Linked DNA regions of Delphinus delphis: region 1 is linked to region 2. The links are chromatin contacts, called in public Hi-C maps. All regions are on one chromosome and are shown on one strand. Each heading gives the region's core, a stretch centred on a gene start, on an enhancer-like site or on the middle of the called end of the contact. The rest is flanking DNA. Distances are from core to core; before and after follow the strand shown. Region 1 holds the start of MGRN1 (mahogunin ring finger 1). Region 2 holds the start of DNAJA3 (DnaJ heat shock protein family (Hsp40) member A3).

What was found. Hi-C and Micro-C count contacts between places; a contact is called where the count stands out from the background.
Region 1: a Hi-C map of lung shows a contact between it and region 2, with 2.7 times the contacts expected there. The contact joins the promoter of MGRN1 here to the promoter of DNAJA3 in region 2. A contact is called at or near these places in 2 of 3 Hi-C or Micro-C datasets (lung and muscle).

Annotation. Positions count from the first base shown.
Region 1 is chr15:52,743,435-52,748,974 of mDelDel1.2, reverse strand. MGRN1 (mahogunin ring finger 1) reads right to left here and starts at 1,668. Exons shown (of 18, transcript XM_060031673.2): 1 at 1,478-1,668. The coding sequence starts at 1,565.
Region 2 is chr15:52,571,903-52,577,419 of mDelDel1.2, reverse strand. DNAJA3 (DnaJ heat shock protein family (Hsp40) member A3) reads right to left here and starts at 2,759. Exons shown (of 11, transcript XM_060031662.1): 1 at 2,549-2,759. The coding sequence starts at 2,759.

The DNA of each region.
Region 1 (5,540 bases), core at 419-2,918, 170 kb before region 2:
AAGAACATCAGAGATGGAAGAGGATGACTTCAAACAACTGCTCCATCAGATCTGGGGATGTCAGCCTCCAGGGGATCTCTATACCAGGCTGGGCTGCCCTGTCCTTGTGCCTGGGAAAAAGCAGGCGTGGATATCTCCCGTGCCTAGTAGGGAACAGAGCCCTCTGCCCAGCTCTGACTGCATCCCCTCTGACTGCCCCGAACTGTGCTAGTCTCCACTCCCTTTATTTCTGGTGGTCCCAGACACTTGCCTTCTTTCACCTTCCAAAATGAGCGTGAAGCAGTTCTCAAACTTGAGTGGACATCTGACTCACCCTAGGAGTGGGTTTTAAATGCAGGTTCCTAGGCCACAGCAGACCCCAACAAGTCTGAGGCAGGGCCTGGGAAATGCATGTTAAACAAGCTTCCCCACTGTTGGAAGCAGGTGGTGCTGGACCATACTCAGAGGAAACCTGGCCCAGGGGATGCCCACAGGCCAACTGTGAGGCCTAGAAGACCACAAGATGGGATCAGATATTTCAGAAGCCAGGATCAGAGGCTCCAGTCTGAAAGTCTCCATGATGTCCAAATGCCCTGTTCTCTTTCTTCTCTCCTTTCCAGGCAAGTGACCAGATGAGGAGATGGAGCATGAGGAACCCAAACTAAAGTTCCAGGGCAGGCCACACTCCTCATCAGAGGCAGAAAAACAGTGTGGATGAGCACAACTGGTCTGGTAGTCTGACTCATGGTCCTGTACCCAGATGAGCTTCCATCCAGCTCGGAGACCTTGGAAAAGTCACTTCCTCCCTGGGGTTCAGGTCTTTCAGCCACAAAAAAGGAGACTGGAGAACCTGGTAGGTCCCCTCCAACCATTCCCTGGTTGTCCAGCACGGCCTCCCAGCTCCTCTTCCACCGACAGTAATGCCTCCTTGGGCCGAGACCCCCCCCCCCCAAACACAAGCGCCAGGTCACAGGAGAGCTAAGCCTCTGTCCAGACGAGACGGATAGTGTCCAGAACCACTGGCCAGGTCTTCACAAGAAGCCACCAAAGAAAGGGAAAACCGGCGATGGAATGATGTCAATCCTTTTGACAATGACCACTTTGTAAGCACAAGCAAAGCATCGGGCACCGTGCTAAGCCCTCCCAAGCGTCGCGCCCCGGAACCTCACGCCGACCCTGGGGGATCCCTATTGAGCATACCCCAGTGTGCATACAAGGGAGCTGAGGCGCGCAGGAGTGAGCTGACTGACCCAAGGTCACCCAGCCGGGACGAGACAGTCAGCGCCGTACCGACCCACGCCCCGGGGTTCGGATGGAGGGCGCGTGGAGCTCCATGCAGGGAAGCTGCAGGAAGGGCCGCGGGCCGAGCAGAGCCCCCAGCCCACCCTCCGAGGAGGGTCGTGCGCCGAGCCCCGCCGCCCCCTGCCCGCCCCGCGCTCCAGCCCGCGCCTCGCTGTCCGCAACCGGGACCGAGACCCGGGCCGGGGCGGCCGCTCACCGGATTTCGGGGGGTAGCGATAGGCCGAGTTCGCCTGGATGTCGATGTCCTCCACGCCCGCGATGCGGCGACTCAGGATGGAGCCCATGGTGCAAGGCGGGCCGGGCCGAGTATGGGATGGGGGCGGCGGCGGCGCCGGAGGCGTCCTCACGCGGACATAGCCGGTACCAGGCCGCACGGACGCTCGCCCACTGCCACGGGCGCTCGGCCTCCGAGCCCCCACCCCCGGCTCGGCTCGGGGCCAGACGCCACGGCAGCCCTCCGCCCCCCGGGCCCGAGGCACCTCGGGAAATGGAGTCCCCTTGCCGCCGAGGGTGCCCGGCGGCGGCGCGGGATACCCACCTAGGAACTACATTTCCCAGGAAGCTCTTCGCCCGGGCTCGCTGAAGTTGTTGACAAACGGTCCGGGACAAACCAAATGGACCTGAGTCCAGAGGGGAGGAACCATCAACCACACTGCAAACTATCCTTCCCTTTGCATTCCAAGCACAAGACTAACATTGTAACTCTTTAGCTTTTTAATAATCTGTTCATACATAGATCTTGCTAGGAACCAACGCCTTCCATTTACTCCCTCTCTGAAATATCTCCCGGAGCATGGTTCTCCCCACTTCCCTGGGTTTAATCTCCTGGCCCGGCCAGCAGAGGGCAGACCCTTACCTGCCACCCGCAAAGAGCTGGGATGGAACCCAAGATTACCTGGAGCGGTGCACACAGGGGAAGGGAAGCAACTTTTCCGGAACTCTAGGCATCTCTCTGGCTCCACGTCCAGAATAATTCTTTGAAGACATAATTTTAAAGTCCCCCGTGGAGGCAGTAGACCTCTCCCCATTTTACATATAGGGAAACTGAGGCACAAAGAAGGGAGGGGGCCACACATAAGGGTGCTCAAGTTTACAAGAATCAGGGTTAGAGTTAAAGCCTCTTCGCAGATTGCAATGTACTTTCTTGGCTTTGTGACTCACACAAAACTCTGTAAGGCCAGGTGAGGATCTGTTTCTACCTACTTTTCATTTGAGAAACAGCAGTTCTGAGGAAGAAAGTGACTTCCCAAGACAAGCCTGTCTATCCAGAAAGGAGCTAGGGAGGGCAGAGGCTGTCTAAGAGTCTCAGATGGTAAATTCACCACAGTCCACATTAAAGTGAGTCCTACACCTTTCCAGACACCAGAACCCAGAATACAACCTTCCTATTTTCAGGGGACCTGGGAAGCCAAAAGTAATAAAAGAAGTGAGGGACTTGTGTTATTATAAGGGAGAGTCCAGGTCTTGGAGCCTGATTTAACCTCTCTGCCCTGCAACCAAGATCCCCATTTACTGAGCACCTACTATGTGCCAGACATTGGTGTTGAAGGCTATGCACATATTCTCTCTTTTAATTCTCTGTTGTAGGTTCTATTTTCATTCCCAATTTACAGAAGAGGAAAGAGGCCAGAAGAAGTGAAGTACCCCACTCAGCTTGCATAGTAGATAAGTGGTAATAAAGCTGGAATTTGAACCAGGTCACTCCTCTTAATGCCACACTCCCCTGCCACCCCCAGCCCCTACCACCCCAGAGACCAGGAATGCTCCAGTGCCAGATTCCCTGTCTCTTGCTCCCAGATGGGCCTGAAGACATCCCCACCCCATGTGACCTTTCTTCCCTTACTTTAAATTTCTTTCTGTTGAATCACATAACACTGTTGAATCATATATACACAAATAGGTATACCAACACAGCATTCAATTTGTCGGTCTCTCTGCTTGTGGGGAGGGAAGGAGAGTACTGAGGGCCTAGATGTTCCCACTGAAAAATAACCCTAAGAGCATGTCCTCCCTACAGATAGTGGGCCAGGGCAGTCATTTCCATGGGCTGATGTTTGATCAATTAAACATTCCTCTTAATAGAGCTTTGGACTTCGGGTATATTTTTCTGTGCTTATGCATGCCCCGGTGGGAGACAGGCCCTTTTTGATTTGATACTGGTTCTACTATCAACATCTTCGCTGGTTCACTTATTTATTCAACAAATATTTATCATGCAGCTACAATGTGAAAAGCAATGAGACAGGCAAAGAGCCAGGAAATAGAGATTAAATGGTGAAACCACCAGATATGAAACATCTAGTGAGGAAACAGACACTACAGGTGAACAAGTGTATAAATACAAAATGTGGTGGGTGCTATAAGGGAAAGGACTGAGGTGCAGTGAAATACTAGGAGAGACCTACTATTCATAGGGGAATCAGGGAAGGCTTCTCTGAGGAAGTGACGTTTAAGCTAGGACTTGAAATACAAGTAAGAGCCAAGCAGGCAAACGCTGAGGGAGTAGGCAGCCCAGGTTCCAGGCAGGGAGAGCAGCATGTGCAAAGGCCCTGAGGAGCTGAGTAAGATCAATGAGCTCAAAGGCCAGTGTGGCTAGAATCAAGTAGGCAGGAGAGTTCAGGAACAGAAGTCAGGAGTGAGGCAGTGGCCAGATCTCAAGGCCCCTCAGTCAGCCAGTATCGGGTCCTTTGAAACATGAAGAAAGACCCCAGGCATACTTCATGGCTAGTATGAATCCCTCAAGTCGACTTCTCAAGCCTTCTGAGGGGGCAGGATCCCTGCCTATTCATTCTTGTGCTCCCAGAGCCAGGCACCCAGTGGATGTCTGATAAACACATCTGTGGAGTGATTGAAGGAATGGAGGTGGAGAGGAGCCCGGGGTCCTGGGCCTACCATCAACTGGCTATGCCAACTTTGCCAAGGTCCTCAACCTCCCTGGACCTCAGGTAAGATGAAGGCATTGCCATAAATTCCTTTTATACCTCCATTACCCCCCATCTACTGGCCCCAGCTGTCAGGCCCAATCCGAGCCTGCTAAGAAATCCAAAGTCCACTCTCTAGCCAGGCTGATCCTGGCTGAAAACAAGGTTGTTTTTTCCTTCCCGCTGCCCCTGGGAAAACAAGCTGGCTGGGGGGCCATAGGGGCCAGAGGGGTGACCTTTGCTCCTGCTAGCCCCACCTGCCCCACCCAGCCAGCCAGCTGGCCTGGAAGAGCTCCTTCTGGGCTGAGCAAGTCTAGGCAGGTAACTGAGTAGTGCCCAGATGAGAGTGAGGGAAGGGGTGAAGGTACTTCCTGCCTCCCTAAGCAAGAAAAGCCCCCAGTGGTCCCTGCCAGGACAGTGCCCACCCTCCTTGGCCAGAAACACACCCTGCTGGCCCACTGGGTGCCTACTCTTTTCCACTGGCTCTGAACACTGTCAAGAGTGTAAGGAAGTTTGGATTCCAGCCTCGGTTTCCTTATCTGTAAAATGGGGCTTGGGTTCCCTACAGTGGTCCAGATGGAGGCAAAGAGGTGAGTGCTAAAATGGTGCTCTGAGCACCACAGGCATTAATCCCCCAGAGCAGTCCTGGGAGAGTTCTAAGCTGCTACCTTGGGTTCTACAAATGAAGGAACTGAAACTCAGGGCCAGAGAACCTTGTCCCAACATCAGAGTCATTAAGTGGCAGAGTCAAGACTAACAGCCAGGTCTGTCTGGCTCCAGAACCTGCTCACCTTCCACCATACCCTGTTGCTGTCCCAGTAGTAATAGTGATAGAGGTAATGACATTCAGAACTGCCCACCCCGTGCTGTGCTGAGCACTTTGTCCACATTAATTCACACTTATGATGCTTTGTGAAGGTGAGGGGCCATTTTTAATAAGAGCAGAACTCTCCTGGCACCATCAAGATTTGCAAAAAATGGTGCAGCCTGAGTGATCCCCATGTGGCAGAAAGGGGCTGAAAACTTATTTCCTGAGTGGACTTGGGAAATAAGTCCCAAGGTGACTTCTGCCAGGGTTGAGGCACCCACCTGAAGGGGACACTGAGTCCTCTCCCTGCCAAAGGGCCAAGCTCCCATCTCCAGCCCTCAGAGGCCTTTTAGCACTCCCACTGCTCCAGGCTCCCCTCCTTCCCCCAGCTATCCCGATGCCCCAGCCTCCCCGGAGCCCCCATAACCTTGGGAGCCTTCAGGTCCTGTCCACCATCTTCCATCCTCCTCCTACCAGTCAAAGCCAGAATCCCCTGGAAGGGTTGAGGGACCCAGGAAGGGCTCCTCCCA
Region 2 (5,517 bases), core at 1,510-4,009:
AATGAGAAGCCTGCACACCATAACGAAGAGTAATCGCCGCTCGCTGCAACTAGAGAAAGCCTGCGCACAGCAACAAAGACCCAATGCAGCCAAATATAAATAAATAAATAAATTTTTTAAATAAATTGTTTTTACATCATCTAACTGTACTGCTGGATTTGAGATGAGATCACACACCAACGTTTGGGAGCTGAGATGATGACCTTAGATGTGGTAACAGTGCACCTTGAAGGATGCCACCTCTCACAGGTGTTCAACACCTGTTACAAAACATGCCCATTGTGGGCACTGGGCTCACTTGGGGAAAAGGACAGCTGACTGCAGTTCCTTAGTAATCACGCCATGCCAGGCTCAGTACTTAGTGCTTGTCTGTCTCTCACACATACACATACACAATTATCAAAAAATGTTCCCAAACCTGGACAAATGTGATATGAACTAATTTAGCTTAATAGGTATCTAAGGAATTAGTAATTGAGCACAAAGATGTAGTCAAATTCTATTCACAACAACCTTGACATTAGAAAACGTTGGCAAAACCTAAAAACGACCACTTTTGCTCATACTGAGAAATACAGCATGACATCAATCCAAATAATCCTGAGGAAACCTGGGCAGACTACTGCTCCATCCATCCATGAGGAAATATAGGTGGCACGAACAGAATTTAAAAATGTGACCATTCTGGGGCTTCCCTGGTGGCGCAGTGGTTGAGAGTTTGCCTGCCGACGCAGGGGACATGGGTTCGTGCCCCGGTCGAGGAAGATCCCACATGCCGCGGAGCAGCTGGGCCCGTGAGCCATGGCCGCTGAGCCTGCGCGTCCGGAGCCGCAACGGGAGAGGCCACAACAGTGAGAAGCCCGCCTATCGCAAAAAAAAAAAAAGGGACCATTCTGACCAAAACCACATCCAATCTCTTTGTTCTCTGCTGTATCCCCTGTACCTAGAACAGTACCTAGCATACGACAAGTCCTCAATAAATACCTGTAAATAAAAAAATTTTCAATTAAGGAATAAGAGGCACAAAAGGATTAAATAATCCACCCAGGTCGCACACACATTACTGGAGTAGTGTTCACTGTACAAGGTAATAACAATTACTGATACTTTAATTACTGGCTTTTATGTAAGTATTAAAAATTGGATCTCAATAGGAAATTACCTTGTGTAAATTACCTTGCCAGGATCCTCTAATTAATCATCTTTGTAAGTTTATAGTTTAAATATCATTTGCACAAATTCTAGGGAACACAAACATCTAGCCCAATCCAGGCACATCGTTGGTTGTTCACTGTTTCCTCCTTCCTTCCTTATCTCACTATAAGGGAAATCACCCAACACACAGCATAAGAAACCATCATAGCTAAACACTTAAAAGGATTAATATATACTAATTCAACATCACCTCCAGCAATTAAGAAAGCAGCAGGTTTTGAATCAAGGCTCAACTACTTTCTAGCTTTGCGACATTCTTCAAGTTAACATCTAAGCCTCAATTTTTTAATCTATAAAATAGAATTAATAGCAGTGTTTATTACATGGAAATGATCCATGCCTGGTGCATAGTAAGTGCTCAATATATATTAGTTTGCATCAATGACCAAGATAAGAACTTCTTTATTTTTGAATTTTACTTTTTATACAGCAGGCTCTTACTAGTTATCTACTTTATACATATTAGTGTATATATGTCAATCAAAAGGGACTTCTAAAAAACAGTATGTCCTTCAATTTACACCATGTGGTGGAGAGCGTAAGCTATGGAAGAACAGCTCTGGATTTGGGACAACTCTCCTTATCTAACTTTATGACCTTGGGCGGGTCAACTCCTCTGCTAGAACCTCAGTTCCCCACTCTTTAAAATGGGGATGATGGGGCTTCCCTGGTGGCGCAGTGGTTGAGAGTCCGCCTGCCGATGCAGGGGACGCGGGTTCGTGCCCCGGTCCGGGAAGATCCCACATGCCGCGGAGCGGCTGGGCCCGTGAGCCATGGCCGCTGAGCCTGCGCGTCCAGAGCCTGTGCTCCGCAACGGGAGAGGCCACAACAGTGAGAGGCCCGCCTACCGCAAAACAAAAACAAAAACAAAATAAAATGGGGATGATGAGCCCCACCTTGCAGGGTTGTTGTTACCATCAAGTAAGAAGAAGCACAAAGTGCCCAGCTAATCCATGAGCAGGTACTCACCGAATGGCAGTTACCTCTTCCCTTCCATTACAGGCTAGAAGGTAGAGGGAAGGGAAAGGAATTGGGCAGGAGAGCAGCGGCAGGCCGGAAAGAGGCCTCCAGAAATGTTTACAGAGAGGTGAAGGTTCACGGCTGCGGGGCGTTTCATCCCCGCCGCCGGAGGCTCCACGCAGGTCTCCCTCGTTTACCACCTCTGAGTAGCCATTTGGGTCTCTCTGCCTACTGCTGGCCCATCTCCCCCAAGCGATTCTGCATGTAGATCAGAAGACACGCTCCACCCTGCTACCACCGTAGTCGGAGCAAAGCGAGTCACTCCTTTCCAGGCCTTGGAGCCCCTCACTCAGGCGCTGGAGCCTGCACTCACCTGTGAGGCTGACACCCGGTCTCAATGTCAGCAGCGCCCCGGGACCACGAGCTCCCAGGGAAGGCGCAAAGGCTGGGACGCTCAGACTGCGGCCCAGCGACGCCCCCACCACGCCCCCCATAGGCGGCCGAGCCCCCCTCCCCGCTGCAGCCGGCAGCCGCGGAGTCCCCACGGCCACCAGCAACCAGCGTGTAGAGCACCGCGCCGCCATCTTGGCCCGGGGACACTGCGCCTGCGCCACCCGGCTCAAGGCGGCCTCACGCGAACTACGCACGCGCGCAGAGCCGGCACTTCTAGGGGCGGGGCCCGCTGCGTTCACTCGCGGGGGGAGTGAGGGAGACACACGCACGCACCCGGGCGCACGCGCGCGTTGCGCGTGCGCGTCCGCACCCAATGCGCTTTCTTCGTAGCAGACGCCGAAATGATGTTTGCTCTAAGAACTGCTAATAGGTAACTTGCCTTGAAGAGCCTAGTCATTCTGTGTTGGATGATCAATACTGTACCTTATCTGTATAAGGGCGTGGTTGAGTGCAGCCGAATGTAACTGGTCTGAGGGGCCCGGCAAGGGGCGGGACTACAAACCCCGGCGTGCAATGCGGCCGTCAGTAGCGCAGATCTCAGCATGCAGCGCGCGGCTTCCTTCCTCCTGACCCTAAGTCCTAGGTCTCCTTGCTTGAGGCTTACTCATCCGGCGTCGGCGCAAGCGGCTGCGGTCTCTGCCCTACTCCTAGATCCAGGCCTCAAGCTCACTCTCCCTCTGGATGATTCCCCACGAAAAGAACTTTGATCGCTCAGCTGTCTCCTAAGCGCATTTGTCTTTTCCAAACCTGTAGTGAACTTGGCGGTCGCTGAATGTGAGCCGAGCTACCCGAAAACGAATTTAATAAACGTTTTGGTCACCTATTAGGTGTCCCGCGCGTTCTAGAATGTCGAGGATGCAATGATGAATGACATACCATCCCTACTTTGGAGGAGCTCACGATGAGTCGAGAGACAGGCTCCTTGGCAACTAAGATAATGTGATCAGTGCTATTGTAGGTATAAACAGTGTTACAGGCACACAGGTGACGAGTTTCTCAAATAGGTCGGGAGCATTGGGATGTCAGGGAAGGCATCTGAGAGGTAACATTCGAGTTGGACTTTGGTGAAAAGTGTGTCAGGTAGCGGTGGAGGGGAAGAGTATTCTAAGCAGCAAGAACTTCAAAAGCAGATGTGAAAGTGCTTGCCCTGTACGCTCTAAACTTGGGGGTGTATGACTGGAGATGAGGCTGGAAAGATAAACCTGGCCTGGTAAGTCCTGTAGAGGGGTTTCTGCTTTCACACTCCCACCGCCACCACCCCTAACAATAGAAAGGTAACCTGAGGGCTCATGGATGAATTTAAGATGGTCTGTGCTCCTTGCCCCTTCCCCCATTATACATGAAATTTTTGTGTATGTGGATATAAATCTGGGGAAATATCCATAGCTTTCATCAATCAAATTCTCCACAGGCTCTGAAATTGAAAGAAGGTTAAAAACCACCGAAGAAGAGTTATGAGGCTGTTGTAAACTGCAAGAAATAGTTGAGAGTTTGCGCTAGGAAATGTAGAGGACTGAGGTGAGCAAGGGACGTTCTAGAGAAACAGGAAAAGGCTGTCCATGGGATGGGAAGTGGGAAAAAGAGTTTGTTTAATATTTAAATGTCTCCAGCATAGTGCTTAAGCTTATGGGCTGTGGAGTCAGACTGCCTGGGACTGAATCCCAGCTCTGCTGTGTGTCCTTGGACAACTTACTTTACCTCTCTGTGCCTCAGTTTCCTTTCTCTTGTTTTTTTGGCTGCGCCACGCGGCACACAAAATCTTAGTTTCCTGACCAGGTATCGAACCTGTGCCCGCTGCAGTGGAAATGTGGAGTCTTAACCATTGGACCAGACCGCCAGGGAAGTCCCTCAGTTCCCTTTCTCTAAAATGGGGCATAATAGTAACTACCTCAAAGGATCATCTGAGGACAGAGTGAGATAATCCATGTAAAGCCTTCATACTGTACTTGGCACATAGTAAGTGCTCAATATATGTCAGTCCTATGTCCCAGGCTCTATGCTAAGCACTGGAACACCAAGGAGAACGCAGACAGTTACTTGCCCAAAGGGATCCCAAAACCTAAGGGGAGCGGGGAGGGTGCTGGATGAGAAGTACAGCTTTCAGGAATAAAAGCTGAGAACAAGAGCCAAAGGGATTTTCATTTACCACCTCAGAGTGAGTTAGGAACTAGAGGAGGGCTCACTAATATGAAAACTTTGTCAGCTTTGTAACTTCCTCACTTTTTTGTATTTTAGTACCAGCCCCTCCCCCCATCTACTTCCCCACACTGATTAACAGTGAAGATCCTCCACACCAAAAGTGGGTGTGTGTTCTTGTTTTTGGGGATAGCAGGAAGGCTGATTGTTGGGGAGGCCATAGGGAATGGAGTGGGTGAGGGTGACTACTAAAGGAGGGGAAAAAGGTCCAGGAGAGAACACGGAAGCCTCTGGCAAGACTCCCTGGTGAGAGCAGCCTAGGGCTATGCCTGCTTTCTCTCACTGCTAGTCACCATAGAAAAACAAGAGATGATACAGTTACTAAACGAGTAGATTACAAAGCTTGGGAAATCTCCACAGCAGTGGTCCTTGGTCTGTGCTTCCTGAATCATCTTGAGTCGATGGTTGTTTCGAGACAACGAATATGCTTTTTTATGTTCTCCAAACAGTAGTCATGCCAAGCTAAAAATCCCAGGAAAGAAGCAGTTTTGGGGGAAAAAGATAATGAGTTATTATTACTTGGACTGAACACCCCTGAGATATCGATGGGACCAATTTCAGGCAATTGGTGGCTATGGAGAGATCGGAAAACTTTGGCTGTGCTAAGAACAGTCTCCAGCTCACAAAGAACTTTCTCATGTTTTCTATCTTGATACAATCACAACCCTGTGGGTTAGTAGGGCAGAGGCTATT